Regions from separate parts of the Mus musculus genome. Here region 2 is linked to region 1. Evidence: chromatin contacts called from public Hi-C data. All regions are on one chromosome and are shown on one strand. Each heading gives the region's core, a stretch centred on a gene start, on an enhancer-like site or on the middle of the called end of the contact. The rest is flanking DNA. Distances are from core to core; before and after follow the strand shown.

The links. A called contact is a pair of places that touch in the nucleus more often than the background predicts.
Region 2: a contact with region 1 is called in a Hi-C map of myocytes, with 1.9 times the contacts expected there. The contact joins two enhancer-like sites. A contact is called at or near these places in 5 of 484 Hi-C or Micro-C datasets (the HL-1 cell line, the N1E-115 cell line, extraembryonic endoderm stem cells and 2 more), 3 of 115 datasets of contacts at active chromatin or transcription factors (bone marrow-derived macrophages, embryonic fibroblasts and fibro-adipogenic progenitors) and 2 of 9 other capture datasets (embryonic stem cells and pancreatic islet).

Annotation. Positions count from the first base shown.
Region 1 is chr2:4,316,790-4,320,311 of GRCm38.p6, reverse strand. All of the region lies in intron 1 of Frmd4a (FERM domain containing 4A), which reads right to left. Among named protein-coding and RNA genes, the nearest start is that of Gm23691, 63 kb to the left of the region's middle. Within about 2 kb of position 1,966, at least 63 of the 459 cell types and tissues checked have an H3K27ac peak or open chromatin away from gene starts, as enhancers often do. A contact at or near this core is called in myocytes, where this site is marked.
Region 2 is chr2:4,619,343-4,622,864 of GRCm38.p6, reverse strand. Prpf18 (pre-mRNA processing factor 18) reads left to right here. Exons shown (of 10, transcript NM_026045.4): 10 at 1-807. Among named protein-coding and RNA genes, the nearest start is that of Gm13179, 27 kb to the right of the region's middle. Within about 2 kb of position 1,719, at least 53 of the 459 cell types and tissues checked have an H3K27ac peak or open chromatin away from gene starts, as enhancers often do. A contact at or near this core is called in myocytes, where this site is marked.

The DNA of each region.
Region 1 (3,522 bases), core at 717-3,216:
TTAGGACTGGCCATTCTGTTCACTGTGACGGAGGCCATGTTCCTGTGGGCTGGTTCTGCTCAAGGTCAAGTTGGATGGTCAAGACAGCACATCCCAGCAGCCTACAACAGTTTTTAGAGTTAGATGTTACAGGCTGCTTCAGGCTGTAGCTCCATCAAAATAACTTTAAACACAGGTGGGCTTCAGGGAGTAGAGATGAGCGGTCTAGAGTAGACAAGGGACAGAGTCTGTGGCTCCAGCAGACTGCACCATGTTGAAGAGCAGGAAGCACACCAAAGCCCATTGACTTGACCCAGATGTAGGAAAGAAACTACGAGTTATCCAAAGCCACGAGGGTTTCCAGCATACCTTAAGGCAGTGACTTCAAAGCTGTAGAGTCGGCTATTGTTGCCTGCTCAAGTCAGCCGAGCATGATCTGCCTTTCCCATGGCCTCTTGGTGGATGGCTCTAGCTGTGCATCAGAACCACCTAGAAGCTTTCTACTTGAACCCATCCCTGGGGATTCTGACGTTACTGTCATGGGGAAGGACTCGGGATTCCTTATAGGCACCTTAGGGTTTCTATTATAGAGCTGAGGAAGAGAATCACTGTCCAATAGATCTCAAGGTCACTGTATGTTACATGAGTTCCTCTCACTCATGGTGTTGAAGTTTTCTGCCAGCCATGGGGACACTCAGAGTTGCCTGGAAACTGCTAAAACGACTCTGAACTTTCTCATATGTGACTCAATAGATTCTTGCTAGGATTCTAGAGTTCTTGTTTCTTTTCTACTTGTGTGTATGAATGTATGTTCATGTGTGTGCAGGTGCATATTAAAGTGTGTGTGTAGGCCAGAGGAAAAAAAAAAACCTCAAGATTTGTCCTTCAGGAAATACCCCAGGGGCTGTTCACCTTGTCTTTTGTGATAGTCTCTTACTGGCCTGAAGCTATGCAAGTAGGCTAAGCTGGCTGGCCCATGAGCCCTAGGGATCTGGCTGCTACCATCTAACCATTGATAAGATTATAGGAGTATACCACCATGCTTAGCTGATTTTACATAGGCTCTGGGAGCCAAACTCAGGTCCTCATGTTTGCAGGACAAATCTTTACCAACTGAACTATTCAACAATTCCTCCTTTGTTTGTTTGTTTTTATTTGAGACAGGATCTCATGTAGCCCAGGCCGACCTCAAAATCTATATGTAACTGAAGATGAACTTGGATTATATGTATATACCACCATGACTAAATCATGCAAGGATAGGCAGAGCCTGCAGCTCCACGAATGCTAAATGAGCACTCAACATCCTCAGCCCTAAAGGCTCCTCCTCCTCCTCCTCCTCCTCCTCCTCCTCCTCCTCCTCCTCCTCCTCCTCCTCCTCCTCCTCCTCCTCCTCTTCTTCTTCTTCTTCTTCTTCTTCTTCTTCTTCTTCTTCTTCTTCTTCTTCTTCTTCTTCTTCTTCTTCTTCCTCTTCCTTCTTCTTCTTTTTTTCGAGACAGGGTTTCTCTGTGTAGCCCTGGCTGTCCTGGAACTCATTTTGTGGACCAGGCTGGCTTCAAACTCACAGATACCTGCCTCTCTCCTAGGTGCTGGAACTAAAGGCATGTGCCAGCACACCTGGCTTATTTGTGTTACATTCCTGCCTTTACAGTCGTCACTCACTTTTTTTGGGGGTTTTTCGAGACAGGGTTTCTCTGTGTAGCCCTGGCTGTCCTGGAACTCACTTTGTAGACCAGGCTGGCCTCGAACTCAGAAATCTGCCTGTCTCTGCCTCCCAAGTGCTGAGATTAAAGGCATGTGCCACCACCGCCCGGCTAAAGTGGCTTCTTAATGATATCATATTCTGGTCTATAGGATGCTCAACATTAGCAATGAAGCCATAAAAGGACAGTGAGTGAGTCATTCTCTCCTTTGTCCACATGGACTGGAGGACTCCAGGCCAGAACACTGAGATGAACATTTCAACTGTTTTGGCAGGAGTGATTCATCCATGGGTCACAGACTCATCTATCCCTTGACTCTTGTCCCTGACCACAAGGAAACCACAGCCTTATACACCCAGTTCTTTATCTCTGAGCTCAAAGAACACAAATGTTGCTGATCAGGGGACCCGACTTCCTGTCATTAAGGAGGACATCCTACCACTTAACAGCAAGATCCTAAGCCAAGCCAAAAGCCTGATGATTTGGGCGTTTGATTCCCACCTACAATTAACTAGGTCACAGCTGTAAGGAAAGAGGAAAAAAGAATTACACCCTAAAGCAAGAGGACTTACTGTCATCTGTGACTGCAAAACAAACACTTAGGGCTTCCCTTCCCCTCCTCTCCATGCAACAAAAACAAGTATATTGGGGACAGGATAAAAAAATGATATGGAAAGACTATGGAAATGTCTCAGAGGGTAAGAGTGCTTGCCGTGTATGCATAAGGACCTGCGTTCAGACAAATTCCCAGCACACGCATAGAAGCGGGGATCTGAGTGTCTCCAATTGAGAGTTGGAGGACAGAGACCACGAAATCTCAGCCAGCCATGAATCCAGCCAGCTCAGTTGAAATGGAGAGCTTCAGTCTCAGGGAGAGACCATCTTAGGGAATAAAGGGGAGCCTCACAAAGCAGAACAACCAATGTCCATCTGAATTCTGTGCACATGCTAAGACGTGTACACACACACAGAGGCACACATGCACATTCACACATACACACAAGCATACAAGCACGCATGCATGCACGCAGTTAGGAGCTAACGTGACAGCTTGCTAATGTGTAGTCTCAAGCCTACTTATTTGGTATTTGTTCAATATACAGAGGAGATGAATATATGCAAGCACAGTCTGCTTCTAATCTGTGTTGAGGACTTCTGTAAGATTAGACAGAATCTGGAAAGATCCACGATTGCTTTTGAAAATTCCGGAGTTTTCTGGGCTTTAGATGGTTTAGGTCTGTATGGTTCCCTCCTACTTTGGCTCATAGGAATGTCTCCTAGACCTTGGTGGGCACTAGAGAGGGAGGGAACACTCTTAAGTGTCCACAGTATCCAAGGAAGTAATGCATTTCAGAAAGGGCCACCTCAGTGTGCTGAGTCCCTTCTGGTTACCTATGACCACCAACCAGCATCGTGGATTTTATTTGTCATGGGGTGAGTTACACAGTTGCTACTGATCTCATCCTGAATGGTCATATAAGCTAGTCATAGTAAAGATAATTATTGATAGTTGATGGAGAGAGAGAGAGAGAGAGAGAGAGAGAGAAAGAGAGAGAGAGAGAGAGAACAATGATTTATGTGTGATATTTGAGACCTTGACCACTTTAAAGCATCGTCTGTAATCCCCAGCCTACTTGGGAACCTGTGAGAAATCTGTGTTTGACAAGATCCCAAGTGACTCCTTCATACATAGAAAACACTGCTTACCATAGCAGCCTAGGGTAATGACTTTCAGAAACTTTGCTTTTAGCTATGACAATCTCTGCCCCCACCCCCAAGTAACTTTAGTAGAGATAGATCTCACAAGCACAGGGGGCAGGGGTCTGAGTCTTTTCTGCCC
Region 2 (3,522 bases), core at 470-2,969, 300 kb before region 1:
AGTCTTCTTTATAAATACTATCAGAAATGCCCAAATCACTCATTCTTCATCCACTGTTAGGCCACACAGCATGGTAAGTCATTTTATGTTGTCTTCTCTTGTTAATATTCCACATAAAGGGGCTGGAGAAATGGCTCAGCGGGTAAGAGCACTGACTCTTCTTCCTGAGGTCCTGAGTTCAATACCCAGCAATCACATGGTGGCTCATAACCATCTGTAATGGAATCTGATGCCCTCTTCTGGTGTGTCTGAAGACAGCTACAATGTACTCATATACATAAAAAAATAAATAAAATCTTTTTTTAAAAATTCCACATAAAGAAGAAACTATATCATATGACATCAGTACTTCCTAAAATTGATCTGTGTGGGCTGGGGTTTTGTTTTGTTATTTGTTTGTTTGTCTGTTTGTTTTTTGAGCTTGCTTTGTCTGCAGGGGAATTCGTATTCTCCAGGACTGGGACTGTGGCCATTCTGAAGCTGGGTGGAGAGAAGCATGTTCACGAATGTGGCTCTCAGTCAAGTTTTTCATAACCGAAATTAAAAAGCTATGTACAAATTAAAGAAGCTACATAGAAACTCCTGGGATATGTAGGAAGATGACCTTTCTTTCATTAAATGGAAATTTTACTTTTGCCTATACTATATATTTTTGTTTCAAGATTGTTTTTAAAACAACAAAGATTTCTTTTAAACAAGTTACAACTCTATTGACTGTGTCCGTTTCTCTCCTCCCCATCCTTCCATCACAAGAACTGGGATTCTCTGTATTCACATTTAGTAAAAAACCCTTTCCTTAGAAATCAATACAGGTGCTGCTTGATTCATTGCGGGATTCATCCTGACATAGAGTACATCTGAATATGTATGTATGCATGTATGCATGTATGTATGTATGTATGTATGTATGTATGTATGGTGAACATAGAGTACATCAGAAATGCATCAAATGCCCCTAATGATTGGCTTGACTTAGGCTGCTTTAAGTGCTAGGAACCCATCCATTAGCCTGTTGCTAGGCAAAGCCGTCCAGCACAGCTGCTTTGTATAGTAGAGCCTTCCAAGTCCATGGACTATTTTGAAAGTGGTGTAGCTGCTTTGGATGAGTGACAGTTATTTTCTCTGAGGATCAAGTTTGATAGCTCACTGTGGAGAGACCACTACCCAGCATCAAGAGAGGGTTGAACTGTGAGTGGCTAGCCCTGGAAGAGACCCCCAAGTTCCTGTTCCAGGGTGCCGTTTCTACTGAGTGCTTACTGATTTCATTTAATAGAAGGTGAGTGGTCGTAAGGAGACTGTCTCATTTTCTAGGAGTGTCACTGTCAAGTGAATGGATCTTTCACTGTTTAATGGCCTATAGCAGGCAGTCTAGAATGGCAGTAATTTCAGTGTTGGAGGGTGGGGATCAGGGAAATACAGCAGTGGCCTAAGATTTGTCTGGATTCTGTATGAGAAGGGAGACAGCCCTGGGAGAACAGAATGAGGCAGGCAGGGGTCACAAATGGAACTTGGCAATCACGCGTAGACCCGCAAGGCCTGGGAAGTAAGCAGACAGGACTTGTAACTGTGGTGTGATTTAACCTAGTCCAGCGCTTTAACTATGCTGGAGTTGGAGCACAGTAAATCATTTAGGAATGCAAACCTTGGTTATTGCTGTTGAAAGGGAATTCTGAAACTGAACAGCCTGAGAAAGGCGAGAAATGTTTTCCCAGTCTTTGGGAGGCTTGGCTTTGGGAGTTGGTGTCTGGTTCCATTCCTGGCACGCAGTCCCCACGAGTGCTGCTCACCACAGAAGGGAGGCCAGAATGAAAGGGAGTCTCGAACTTTACGTTTCTTTTGTCTGAGCATCTTGAGTAGATAACTGAATGGATCGTACCTCCTCCCTGTTGCAGTTTTCTCCCACACAACCCCTGAAAGCATAACTTTATCCTCTAGAAATTTATGGTATGGCATCATATTGGGAGTCTTGAACCGAAAAGCACTTTCTCACGGTTTACTGATGGAAGAGTTTCCAGCTGTCCAGAGAGCTGAGGCCAGCACAAGTCTCTAGAGGGTCCCTTTGGAAAACTGCTGTGGTAACTGGTTTTTATCATAGACTCTGCAGCTGCATTGGCTGAATTTTAACCCCTGGAACTTAAATGGTTAACAATAACATAAAGTCTTTTGAAAGTTTAAAAACAGTTTCTGGTGGTGTAGAGTAACTAGGGAGTGCCCTGTGGCTGGCTAGCAGCAAAGGCTGGACGTGAGCTGACCCTAGCCAAAATTTTGGAGTTGTGCTCATTACAAAAAGAATAAGGTTTATACATTGGCCAAAATAGTTTACTATTAAAACGTTGACTATTTGTGTATTTTTCACATTTTAAACTGGGATACTTTAGCACAGCATATGACTGTATTTTAGCTAGGCCACGTCCTTTGTCTAGTTTCTTCCTTATCCCTAAGCCCTGCTCTGAAATAACTGTTAGCTGCCCACCCCCACCCCCAGTGGCCAAGCTTAATGCATACTTCAAAGGACAGCAAAGGACAGCCGCCACTGGGGAGTTTCCACTTTCTTTTTGGGTGTTATTGGTGACCTCAGCTTCATTCATTGGGCTTCCTTCATGGCAGCTAAGTCAGTCCCACAGGCTTTCAGCTGCAGTTTTACAACCTGTCAAAACCAAGTTGCCTTTGCATTAAGCATGCTTTTCTTTGAAGACTTAGAAACACTATGACCTATGGGTATTGCAGCCTGAGCTTGGCTGAGACTGCCCACTGTGAAAGAGTTCAAGTTGTACATGTGAGTGTCCCTGATGGTTACCGTGAATGGTGAATGCTCTAGACCCTGCATCACATATCCACCCACGCAGAGGACCGAAACAAACACTGCCTGGCCATGTCTGAGGCAGCATGTGTTCCTATTCTGGCTTTTATTTGCTGGGTTTTGTATTGTTTGTTTGTTGTTATTGGTGATGGTGGTGTGTGCACACATTCCAACATGTGAAGATGTCAGACCTCAGGCCTCATCTTCCATCCTGCTTGAGACAATGGGATGCCCGTTGTTTTGCCTCCACATCCTCCAGATTAGCTGGTACACAAGGCTCTGCATCCTCTAGGCTAGCTGGCACACAAGGCTCTGCATCCTCTAGGCTAGCTGGCACACAAGGCTCTGCATCCTCCAGGCTAGCTGACACACAAGGCTCTGCATCCTCCAGGTTACCTGACACACAAGGCTCTGCATCCTCCAGGTTAGCTGGCACACAAGGCTCTGCATTCTCCAGGCTAGCTGGCACACAAGGCTCTGCATCCTCTAGGCTAGCTGACACAAGGCTCTGCATCCTCCAGGTTAGCTGGCACACAAGGCTCTGCATCCTCCAGGTTAGCTGGCACACAAGGCTCTGCATCCTCTAGGCTAGCTGACACACAAGGCTCTGCATCTTCCAGGTTAGCTGACACACAAGGCTCTGCATCCTCCAGGTTAGCTGACACACAAGGCTCTGCATCCTCTAGGCTAGCTGGCACAAGGCTCTGCATCCTCCAGGTTAG